Linked DNA regions of Sus scrofa: all the other regions are linked to region 3. Evidence: chromatin contacts called from public Hi-C data. All regions are on one chromosome and are shown on one strand. The core of a region is the stretch at or near the end of the contact, and the rest is flanking DNA. Distances in the headings are between cores, read along the strand shown.

Region 1 (2,700 bases), core at 118-2,617, 65 kb before region 3:
GCTTATAGTCATGTTAAAAACTGGGTGTTATTGGCGGCATAGGGTCTCTGCGTTGGAGACAGATATTAAAAAATGTGATGAAATCATTTTAGGATGTTTCTGCATAATCTGTCACTAATAATCCTCAAAGAGATCAATTCACAAGATGAATAGCCAAGTTATTTTCTCAAATAGTGGCCTACTGAAGGGAGGATGAAATGAAGTGTGCAGGCTGCTAACTTTACAGCCTTCAACGGCACACAGCAAAGTCCCTGTACATAGTGGTCTTTCAGCACATATACTGGTAAATTTCACTACACTGGATTTAAAGTGCTGACTTGCAGGCAATAAAGCTAAGTTTGAGGCAGGAAGAAGAACTGGCTTGAAGAGGGGAGGGGCTTTGCGAGGCTACTCACCACAGCGGCTGGGTGTGTCCATATCTGTCCAGGAGCCGTTGGCCAGGCACTTGCGGACCTTGGGCCCCACCACCTCGCGCTCCCCCCGGCACACATACTCAATCTCATAGTCCACGGGCAGGAAGTTGATCGCCTTCACCTGGTCCCGAGTCAGGCCCCTGTACCTGATGCCCCCTTCCCAGGGCGGGTGTATGATCTGGCAACCTGCGTCCAGGGGAAGGCGGAGAGAGAGGGAAGGTGGGGGAAAGGAAAAGGCGGAGTCAGCAGCCGGAGGCAGCGGGGGGCGCAGGGCGAGGTCAGTGGGCAGGTGGAGGACAGAGGGGATGGGATGGGGTGTTGGAGGGTGGGAGTGGGGGTGGGTACTGGAACCCTGGGCTAAAGGACAAAGCAAAATGAGCCAGGGCTAAGGCTCATCAGAGCGCCCACAAGTGGGAATAGAAGGGTGCTGGTTGGGATAATGGAGAAAAGTAATTAAGAAATCGTGAACAGATAGACTATGCGAGTGAACTTGTAAGACAGGCTAAAGGAGAATCTCAGCAGAATAAGGAGGAAAGGAGAGGGGGTCTTCTAATGCCACCTGGGCAGCAATGTGGAAGGAGGGAAAAGGCGGAACTGAGGTAGCAATGTGGGGCCAGGGAAGAGGGATGGGGTTGAGGAAATAACGTGGTGTCACAGAGAGGTGGCCTGGTAGAGTAATGGGGGGGCAGAGAAAAGGCGTGCTGGGTAATGACGGGGGGGTGATGGAAAGGAGGTCAGGAGTAGTAAAGTGGGGCCGAGCAGACGGGCTGGCCAGGCCGGGATGCCATGTAGGGCCGACCGGATAGCAGAGCGGATGCAAGGAAAGGGGGAGTGGGGTGGTGGGGTGCCCGAGGTCGCTGGAGAAGGGTGCACCTTCTGAGGTGGCGTTGGGGGTCTGCGCCCCGCCCGCGCCCGGGGGGCGGAGGAAGAGCGGCGCCAGCAGCAGCAGCAGCATCTGAGTGAGAGGCGGCCGTGAGGACGGGACCGAGCCCCGCCAGTGCCGGTCCGGACCCGGGAGGCGGCCCGGCCTCCCTCCGGGCCGCCTCCCGGGCTCCGACCCGGCTCAGCCGGGGGACTGGAGAGCGCCCCGCGGAGGAGGCGGGGGCGGAGCCCGGCGCGGGTGGGGGAGAGGAGGAGAGAGAGCCTGTCCCCACCCTCCTCCTGCCTCCCTCGGCCCCCCCACCCTCCCGGGACTCCACCTCTCACCACCTCCTCTCCCCCGGCCCCCGCGGCTCGCCCGAGCCCGGCTTCCCCACGCTCCCGGGCTCGGCCGCCTCGCCGCTCCCGGTTCCTTCCCCGCCGCTCCCCCGGCCTCCGGCTCTCGGCTCGGCCCTCCCGCGCGCCCCTCTCCGGCCCCGAGCCCCCCGGCCCTGGCTCTTACCTCGGCGCGCCGGCCCAGCTCCCCGGCTCTCCCGGGCCTCAAGGCCCCAGGCCCGGCCGCTCCTCCCCGCTCCCCCCCTCCTCTCTCCTCCACCTTTCCCCTCCTCCCGGCCCTCCTCCCCGCGAATCCGGGCTCCTGCCCGGCCAGGGTCTCCCCCTCCTCTCTCGCCTCCCCCAAACCCCACCCCCGTCTCTCCTTCCCCGGGGCGGCGGCGGCCGCGGGAGCGGGGAGCCGGGAGGGAAGGAGGCGGCGCCGGGGACCGGGAAGAGCTCCCGGGCGGAGGGAAGAAGGAGGGTGCAGGAGGAGACGGGGCGGGGGGAAGCGAGGGGGAGACCGGGGAGAGGGCACCTCCCACAACCCGAGCCCCGGGAGCCGCCCCGGATCGCAGCCCCGCCCTGGACCGCCCACAGCGCCGGGGGGCGGGCGGCGGAGGAGCGGGGCTCCGAGGCCTGAGAGAGGGACACCCGTGCACGAGCACACGCGCGGGGACCCGCGGGCTAGACGACTGGAAGCTGGGGTGGGGGCGAGGGAGCCCGAGCCAAAGGCCAAGGAGCTGACGCTGAGACGGGGAATCTGGGATGCAGGTGGAGAAAGACGGCTGCACAAAGAGGAAGGAGCCTGGTTCGGGGTGAGATGAGAGACTGAGGCCGAAGGCCGGATGAGAAGGAGATGAGGTGGGAGAGAAAGGAGAAGCCAGGGTCAGACAGGGGAGGGGGTGAAGGCCCGGAGCCACCTCAGCGCGACAGGAGTTGGATGGGGAAGAGACAGCTGGTGACCAGAGAGCTCTGCTACTCGCCTGCTTGGGGGAGGGAACGAGGAGAGAGGATTGGAAGCAAAAGACGAGAAGAGGAGCATCAAGGAGAGAAATTAAAGTAGGAGGGGAGGAGAAGAAAGAAAGAAAGCAAT
Region 2 (2,802 bases), core at 245-2,744, 130 kb before region 3:
AAAGGAAAAAAAATGTGGCAAATGCTAACAATATATAAATAATACACAGGAATTTCTTAGCCTTGAAAACTTTCTGTAAGTTTAATATTGGTACATAAAATTTTTTTAAATCTCAAATAATGACTAGAATTAAGAAAACATTAAACAAGTTCTATGCTTTACTTAAATATCCCAGCATCAATTCAGCATATTTTCCTTTTGACATAATCTTATCTGAAAGGGAAAATATTTTTTAAAATTATATCATCTTCCTTATTTCTAGACTCAATAATTCTTGATGTTCGTAGTTCCATAACAAGACCACTGGAAGCCTGTTTGGTCTCTTTTAAAAATTTTTTTTTATTTATTACTTATTTTTTGCTGCCCTGTGGCATATGGTTCCCAGACCAAGGATCAGATCTGAGCCATAGCTGTGACCTCAGCTGCAGCTGCAGCAAAACGGGATCCTTAACCCACTGCACTGGGCTGGGATGAACCTGAGTCCCAGCGCTCCCAAGATGCTGCTGATCCTGTTGCGTCGCAGCAGGAACTCCAGCCTTTTTGGTCTTATTTTGCCACATATACATAATATTAAGTTGGGCTTAGTGCTTTTTATTTGTAGAAGACACTCTTGTGCTTAGTTCAATAAATCATAATTTTTTTAAAGGGATAAGATCACCTAGTTAATATCTCTGCGGTAGGATCACTTCACTTCAAAGAGAAGAAATTTCCTTGATTCATACACACGTTCTGCCTCTGGTGGTTCTCCTACAAATGAAGTAAGGAAGATAAAACATGAACAATCTAGAAAATGTATGTTCCAGAGTAGGAAGTAACCCTACATAGACACTCTCAAGAGGGAAATTCAGTAAAAATGATTCTTTTGCTAATCTTCTCTGGATACATAAGGGAATATCAAAAACTATGACAGTACTCAGAACAAAATTAATACTCAATAATTGATCTTTTTTTTCTTTTTAGGGCACATGAGGAGGTTCCTAGGCTAGGGGTGGAATCGGCGCTACAGCTGCCTGCCTACGCCACAGCCTCAGCCACGAGGGATCCAAGGTACATCTTCGACCTACACCACAGCTCATGGCAATGCCGAATCCATAACCCACCTAGCAAGGCCAGTGGGTTAAGGCCTCACTCGAACCCACATCCTCATGGATCCTAGTCAGTTCCCCACAAAGGGAACTCCTCAATTGATTTTTGAATTAAGGAAAACTTAGCTAATCCATATTTTGCATCAGCTTTCCTTACCTTCAGTGAGTCTGAGGAACCAGCGTGGGTCTCCACCTGTTTTCCAGCACTTTCATGGTTTCCTCAATCCCACTAGCAACATGTGACCTGGAGAAAGGGGAAGAGAAGGAGCTGCCGGTGATGACGTCCTGGGAAAGAGGCTGAGGGAGTGAAAGCAAAAGAGAAATACCCACCTGCTGCGACCTGGCAAGTACCCAGAGTGACTTTTCATAAAACAGTTTGGACACACTCCCCTGACAGCCCTCAGCCCTCTAGGTCTGGACAGGAACAGGCCATGGTCAACCGCAGCTCCCCGGCAGGCTTCCTCCTTCTGGGCTTCTCTGAACACCCAGAGCTCGAGAGAATCCTCTTCGTGGTTGTCTTCGCTTCCTACCTCCTGACTCTAGCTGGCAACACACTCATCATCCTGCTGTCCGTGCTGGACCCCAGGCTCCACTCCCCGATGTACTTTTTCCTCTCCAACCTCTCCTTCTTGGACCTCTGTTTCACCACGAGCTGTGTCCCCCAGATGCTGGTCCACCTGTGGGGCCCACACAAGACCATCAGCTTCCTTGGCTGTGCTGTCCAGCTCTTCATCTTCCTGCTCCTGGGGACCACTGAGTGTGTCCTCCTGACAGTGATGGCCTTTGACCGCTATGTGGCTGTCTGCCAACCCCTCCACTATGCCACCACCATGCACCCCCGCCTGTGCCGGCAGCTGGCGGCAGTGGCCTGGGTCATTGGCCTGGTGGAGTCCATGGTCCAGACACCACCCACACTTCGCCTGCCCTTCTGCCCCCACCGGCAGGTAGATGATTTTGTGTGTGAGGTCCCTTCTCTAATTCGACTCTCCTGTGGGGACACCACCTACAATGAGATCCAGATGGCTGTTGCCAGTGTCTTCATCTTGGTGGTGCCCCTCAGTCTCATCCTAGTCTCTTACGGTGCCATCGCCCGGGCAGTGCTGAGGATCAGCTCTGCCACAGCATGGAGGAAGGCCCTGGGGACCTGCTCCTCCCATCTCGCTGTGGTCACCCTCTTCTACAGCTCAGTCATTGCCGTCTACCTCCAGCCCAAAAGTCCCTATGCCCAGAGGAGGGGCAAGTTCTTTGGTCTCTTCTATGCGGTGGGCATCCCTTCACTTAACCCTCTCATATATACCCTGAGGAACAAGGAGGTCAAGAGGGCGCTCGGGAGGTTGCTGGGGCAGGACAGGGACTCCAGGGAGAGCTGAGGGAGAGATGCTTCAAGTGCTTTCTAATTCGTGAAGAGTTTCTTCATGATTTGTGAGAAAATTGAGTTCCCCAATCTACTACTTTTCTCTACACAGATCCAAGCCACTGTAGTCACTACAGTGTGTCGCTGTGTGTCTGTGCCGTATGTAATGAGAGAGAGAGAAACTGATTTAAGAGGAGGTTGGTATCTCCTTAAATTCAAATATTGTCATGTCTTAGCACTTCATCTTCTCCTTCCTGTTTTTAACTCCCTCCCTTCTATAGATTCCCTAACTCTGCCATGCCCATTTTTGGCTACATAATCTCCCTCCAATTGTCATATCACTCTGGGGAGATAGCTCCACTG
Region 3 (2,700 bases), core at 131-2,630:
ATGGAGAAGGGAAGAGAGGAAGGCAATTTGCCTAATAATGCCAATTACACCTAGACTAATTAGGTATATGTGGACTTCAAAGGGTGGAAGCAAGATTCGAGACCGGCTCTGCTGCTGGGGAGAAGCCAGTAAGGAATCCAGGACGCCTGGGGGTCGGGCAAGGGAATGGAGTTGGTTGACCGCCAGGGGAGTGAAGGCCCAGGAGCGACGCGGAAGAATGAGTGGGTGGGTGGGTGATTGGGTGGGATGTGGAGAGAAGCCAGAGGTCCCAGCGGCTGTTCTCCCCGACTTTGCCTCCACCCATCGCCGCCTCTCCCCGGGGCCCTGGGAGGAGCGGAGGACAATCATAACAAACAACACGGGAAAGCCTACGCCAGAGCCCGGGCATCTGCCCCAAGATGCTGCAGGGGAGTTTGGATCCCTCCTTCCCTTTTTTTGACAGCCCCCTCCTTCCCCACCCCTCCACTCCAGCTTTTTCTCCGCCCTCCTTCCTGCTCCTCCTCCCCTTGGCCAGTTTTGATCTTCTTCAACTTCCCAGGCCCCCAGTTCGCTCCCGCCCCGTCAGCTTCCTCCCTCCTCCTCCCGCCCACCGCCGGCCCCCTCAGCTCTGCCGCGGCTCCACCCCGGCGCCGGGCTGCCCCTTTCGCCAGACTCCCAGTTCCCGCGCTCTTTGCAGAGCCTCGGGGGTCTCCTGATTCTCTCTGGTGGCCCAACCTCTTCTCTGCCTCTCTAACCCCTTCGCTCCAGCCCACCCAAACAAGACTCAGGCATCCGTCCAGCCCCCTTCCCCCTGGGCAAAGCGTCAACTCCTTCCTATGCCGGTCCTGGCACTTGACAGCCGCCACCATCTCGTCCTCTGCTTCTCTCTCCCCAACTCCATCTTCTGCCTAAACTTGCAGAAGGGCCCCGACTCGGGAGGCACCATTCCCCACTTCCCCAGGAAGCCCGCGGATTCCCCACCCCGCCCGGGCTTCCAGCGACAGCTGCGAACTCGCGAAGCGCACCCCTGCCTCACCTCTCCCTGCTGGTCCAGGCAGCCCATGGTGGGGATGCGCCCCCCTCGGCGTTTCCCCGTGCGGGCCCCGGGCTCGGCCAGCTTCTCCCGCAGTCCTCGGCTGATGCGCACCTCCACCGCCAGCCGCACATTAGACCTCAGGCAGCGGCGGGGGCAGGGCAGGCCGCAGCAGGGGCAGGCGGTGGGGGGCGTCTCGGGGCCCGTCGCCGGCGGGGTCCCCCAGCAGCGGGCCAGGCACGCGCGGCAGAAGCTGTGCTCACACGCCAGGAGCACCGGGTCCTCGAAGGGGCCCCCGCACAGCGGGCACGTCGCCAACTGCTCCAGACGCTCCACCAGCCCCGGGCCCAGTAGCTCCGGCGCCTCCATGGGGAGCCAGCGTCTGGGCGCCGTCCCTTCCGCGACCCCCGCGAACGCCTTCGAGCGCGCAGCTGGCTGAGCGCCTCTGCTGCTGGTTGCGTTGATGCCCCTCTCTCCGCCTCCCGCATTAACTTTCGGACGTTTTCTGGCCCTCTCCTGGGATCGCCTCTCTCTTCAACCAGTCTGTCTCTGCCAATCTCCCTTCCACGTCAGGCTTTATAGGGAGGGAGGAGGCGCCCCCGGGAGGTAAACATCAACCCTTGCGTAACACCCCATCTGGTTCTCCCGCTTCCCCAGTAAGGTTTTGGCGGAGAAGGGTGGGAGGGACACCTAGGTCTGGAGCCGAGGAGGTGGTAGCTAGGGGGCGCTCTGGGGGCAAGGGAGCAACGTTCGGGGTGGGTAGCCCCAGTCACCCCGTAAAAGCGGGAATCTCACCTCCTCCTCGGCCTGAGGTGTGCAGGTCGGCAGGCAGGGTGCCCAGGCTCGCTTTTGGTATGTGTGCCCACATCGCCAGGGCGTGAGTCATTCCAGGTGGCCGGCACACCTACATCTGGGGGCTGGGGGCCCGGAAGCACAGATCCTGGTTTGTGTGGCTTTGGCAGGCCTCCGAGTGTTGGTGTGCAGCTGTCATTCCAGGCGCCTCTCTCCGTTCCATCCTCCTACCTTGCCTATTAAGGGCTTAAGGACACAGAAGCTTTGGCTTAAGGGGTAGGGAGCAGGTGCCCGCACTCCCACCTCAAGGAGTCAGGGTAGGGCTCTGTCACTTCTACCTCTGGCTGGCTCCTCCTCTCTTGTTACTTGCCATCTCTCTCTTTCTAGTTATTTCTCTCTTTCCCTGTGTATCCTTTTATTTCCACTTTTTCTCTCCTTCTTTGGGATGTACCCAAAGATGATCTATTTTCATTCTTTTGGTAAACTGGCATTGCCAAGTACACAGAGCAAGGGAATGACCTGAAGTGGAGCCATACCCAGATCTGATTTATGGCCTTGCTGTGACTCCACCCTGCCTCTTTTTAATTTCAGATCCCTAGAATCCCCTTCTGCTTTCTAATTTTTTTTTTTTTTCAGATCTTTCCTCGTGCCTTCTTCCTTCAACTCCATCTCTCTGTCTCTCTCTCCTTCCCTCTCCTCTTCTCCTTCCTGTCTGCTCCCTCTTCTTACTGGTCCTCTCTCATGCTAGGCCTTTCTGTCTGGGTTGTGAATAAGTAAACATTCAGTCCTGATCACACACACTGCTGTACAAACAAGCGTTTGCATCCATCAATGTCCAAATGCCCCCAAATGCACAAACTCACAGGCAGATAATTCATACATTGCAAAAATCACAG
Region 4 (2,812 bases), core at 257-2,756, 89 kb after region 3:
TGCATTTTTTAGGGTCACACTTGTAGCATATGGAAGTTCCCAGGCTAGGGGTGGAATCAGAGCTATAGCTGCTGGCCTACACCACAGCCACAGCAACACCAGATCCTTAACCCATTGAGCGAGGCCAGGGATCAAACCCATATCCTCGTGGATACTAACTGGGTTCCTTACCACTGAGCCACAACAAGAACTCCTTTTTTTTTTTCCCCTACATTCTTTTTAATTGGTGCTAAATCTTTGAAGTCAGGGCATATTTTACACATCTCAGTTTGGACTGGCCACATCTCAAATACTCAGCAGCCTCATGTAGTTAGAGCTCTTGTGCTGGACAGTGCAGCTCCTTGTTGGGGGCAGAGGTATAGGAGGTGGGGGAAGGGAAGGTGACATACAAAATAGCTGGAGTGGGAAGGGAGCGAAATGGGGTGGGGCACCGATCATCCAGAGGAGAATTGGAATGAGTTTTCCTTGGTTTTATCCACAGATGCAGGTGAGTGGATGAAGCACCCTGGCTGTTTGCTCATTCTCTTGGCTCAGAGTTCAGGAAGGGCACAGAGCTGGAAGCCTGGAGACCCGCATGGACCCCAGCCTTGCAGCTTTCTAGCTCTGTGACCTTGGGGAAGTCACTTTACCTTTCAGTTTACATTTCCTGTACTCATCACCTGCCCGCAAGGGTTGTTATCAGATTGGATGTAATAATATGAAAACACTAAGCCTTAGATAAATGTGGTTGAACCTGTCTCTCTTTTCAATTGTTTTCTAAATTGTATCAACACGAATGGTTTGTATTATGCTTTCTTGCCTTCTCCCTCCTGCAGTTAAAACTAAAATTGAAGTTCAGAGTTATCCATCCTTCAGTGGGGACCCTGGTGCTGGGAGACGGTGGGGATGGGAGAGACCAGCCCAAGCTGAGGAGGTGAGAAGGGAAGGCGGCCAGAGGAGGGGGCCCTGGTGAGCAATCTTCACTTGCCCCCCAGAATGGAACAGACTTTCCTGGAAGTCAGCACCTCCCACTCCGGCTGGACTTTGCCGCTGCCGTGTGCACACCTCAAAGCCCGAAGTTTATGGCTCTCACCTGCTCAGTCGGACAGGAAGCAGCAGATCCTCCCCAACTCCCCTTGACCCCACTGTGATCAAGGTAGGGGTTCCAGGAAACCCCCTCTCCCTGTGACTTCATGGCATGCTCTCCTCCCCACCCCAGGGGCTGGAAGGACCAGAAGGAGAGGAGAACCGGGCGGACAGGGGCCCCTGTTGGGAAATGCTGGGTAATTCGAGATGCCCTGGAGTTTGGACTCGCTCAGCTGATAGGTGGTGGCGGGGACTCTGGGAAGCACAAGAGGTGGAGTCAGGCGTCTGTCTGTCCAGACACTCCTGTCCTCCTCGCTCTCCATTCCCGCCTTCCCCTCGCTTGGCCTCCTATTCCTTTCCCTCCGTGACTCAATTTCAGGGAAAGAGAATTCGCGTGGGATCAGGGCAGAGACCAGAGTGAACGGGCCGGGCGGCACCGGGATGCCCTTGACCCCCTCCCACAAAGGGGCCGTCTGTTCGGACTGCCAAGGGCGACTGGAGGATGCGGTGACCGCCGCCTGCGGACACACCTTCTGCCGGCTCTGCCTCCCCCTGCCCCCCCAGATGGGGGCCCAGCCCTCCAGCAGGGTCCTGCTCTGTCCAGTCTGCCAGGAGAAGGAGCAGACAGAGCCCGTCCTAGTCCCCGTGCCCCTGGGCCCTCTGGGGGAGACTTACTGCGAGGAGCATGGCGAGAAGATCTACTTCTTCTGCGAGAATGATGCCGAGTTCCTCTGTGTCTTCTGCCGGGAGGGTCCCTCCCACCAGGCCCACGCCGTGGGCTTCCTGGATGAAGCCATCCAGCCCTACCGGGTAAGAGGTATGGGGTCAGCGTGGGGCCCATTGGAGCAGGACAGTGTCCCGCGGTGGGGGGTGGGGAGGGAACAGGGCAGGGGGAGGGGGAGGGGGTTGCGTGAAAGGGCTACGGGCATCCACTTCCAGGGACCCCCAGGCTGCTGGGACCCAGACTGAGGGGCACGCAGTTCCACGTGGATGTGTGGTCATCTGCAGCCTTAGGGGGAACATCAGCTCCTGCCGAGAGGACCCCATGGTGATGGAACCCAGAGAATTGTAGCCGTGCCTTCACGCTAGGGAAGGAGAAGAGGGCGGGAGGCCCCCTCCTCAGCTTCTGGGCAGTGTGGCCGGGGCCTCCCGGATCCAGATTGGATATGAGATTTAGCCAGACCTTGACTGCTGGGGCTCAGAGAGGAGAGAGAGTCCAAGAAGGCTTCCTCCAAGCAGAGCTCTTGTTTTTGAGAGCAGGAGGTGTGGCAGATACTAGCCCATCTGGTCTTGGGGACATTATCATTCCGTCTGCCTCTCAGATCTCTTGCTTGTCACCCAGGCTCCAGCTCTGGAAATGGCCTCCTCAGAAGCTTGGCTCATCTTTCCCTCTGCATCATCTCCACAACCGCCACCCCCAAATCCAGGCTGCCCACCTGTCATCCAGGCTCCAGCCTATGCTCCCCTTTCCGGTCACCTGCCAAGCTTCCCAAATCACACACCCCATCATGTCCCTCCCCTTCCATAATCCGCCCCTGGATCCCTAGGGCCCAAAGAAAGCCTGTGACTTTAGCAAGGCTTCAAGGCCACCTGCAGGCAGGATCCTGCCTTCTTGTCCAGTCTCATGGCTCAGCTGCCGGCCCCTGGCACCATATGTCCAGTGCCAGACTGGCCATTGGTACCTGCTGTTTGCTGAATTAACTTCCTTTCTTGCTTCTAATGCTTTTACCATGTAGCTCCTTCCTTT

Evidence for each region. A called contact is a pair of places that touch in the nucleus more often than the background predicts.
Region 1: a contact with region 3 is called in a Hi-C map of epiblast stem cells, with 2.2 times the contacts expected there. The contact joins the promoter of GABBR1 here to the promoter of RNF39 in region 3. A contact is called at or near these places in 6 of 47 Hi-C or Micro-C datasets (embryonic fibroblasts, epiblast stem cells, fetal heart ventricle and 2 more) and 1 of 2 datasets of contacts at active chromatin or transcription factors (alveolar macrophages).
Region 2: a Hi-C map of liver shows a contact between it and region 3, with 2.3 times the contacts expected there. The contact joins the promoter of OLF42-3 here to the promoter of RNF39 in region 3. A contact is called at or near these places in 2 of 47 Hi-C or Micro-C datasets (heart right ventricle and liver).
Region 4: a Hi-C map of liver shows a contact between it and region 3, with 1.6 times the contacts expected there. The contact joins the promoter of TRIM15 here to the promoter of RNF39 in region 3. A contact is called at or near these places in 1 of 5 promoter capture datasets (liver), 3 of 47 Hi-C or Micro-C datasets (embryonic fibroblasts, epiblast stem cells and liver) and 1 of 2 datasets of contacts at active chromatin or transcription factors (alveolar macrophages).

What each region holds. Positions count from the first base shown.
Region 1 is chr7:22,575,746-22,578,445 of Sscrofa11.1, forward strand. GABBR1 (gamma-aminobutyric acid type B receptor subunit 1) reads right to left here and starts at 1,368. Exons shown (of 14, transcript NM_001123114.1): 1 at 1,287-1,368; 2 at 396-599. The coding sequence starts at 1,368.
Region 2 is chr7:22,514,181-22,516,982 of Sscrofa11.1, forward strand. It overlaps OLF42-3 (putative olfactory receptor-like protein), which reads left to right and starts at 1,495. Exons shown (of 1, transcript XM_021098436.1): 1 at 1,495-2,479. The coding sequence starts at 1,517. The coding sequence ends at 2,455.
Region 3 is chr7:22,641,047-22,643,746 of Sscrofa11.1, forward strand. It overlaps RNF39 (ring finger protein 39), which reads right to left and starts at 1,381. Exons shown (of 5, transcript NM_001128446.1): 1 at 1,016-1,381. The coding sequence starts at 1,381.
Region 4 is chr7:22,730,236-22,733,047 of Sscrofa11.1, forward strand. It overlaps TRIM15 (tripartite motif containing 15), which reads left to right and starts at 1,507. Exons shown (of 7, transcript NM_001123208.1): 1 at 1,507-1,875. The coding sequence starts at 1,507. It overlaps LOC110261490 (a long non-coding RNA gene), which reads right to left. Exons shown (of 5, transcript XR_002345605.1): 4 at 2,249-2,812; 5 at 1,740-1,868. It also overlaps a transcript of TRIM10 not described here.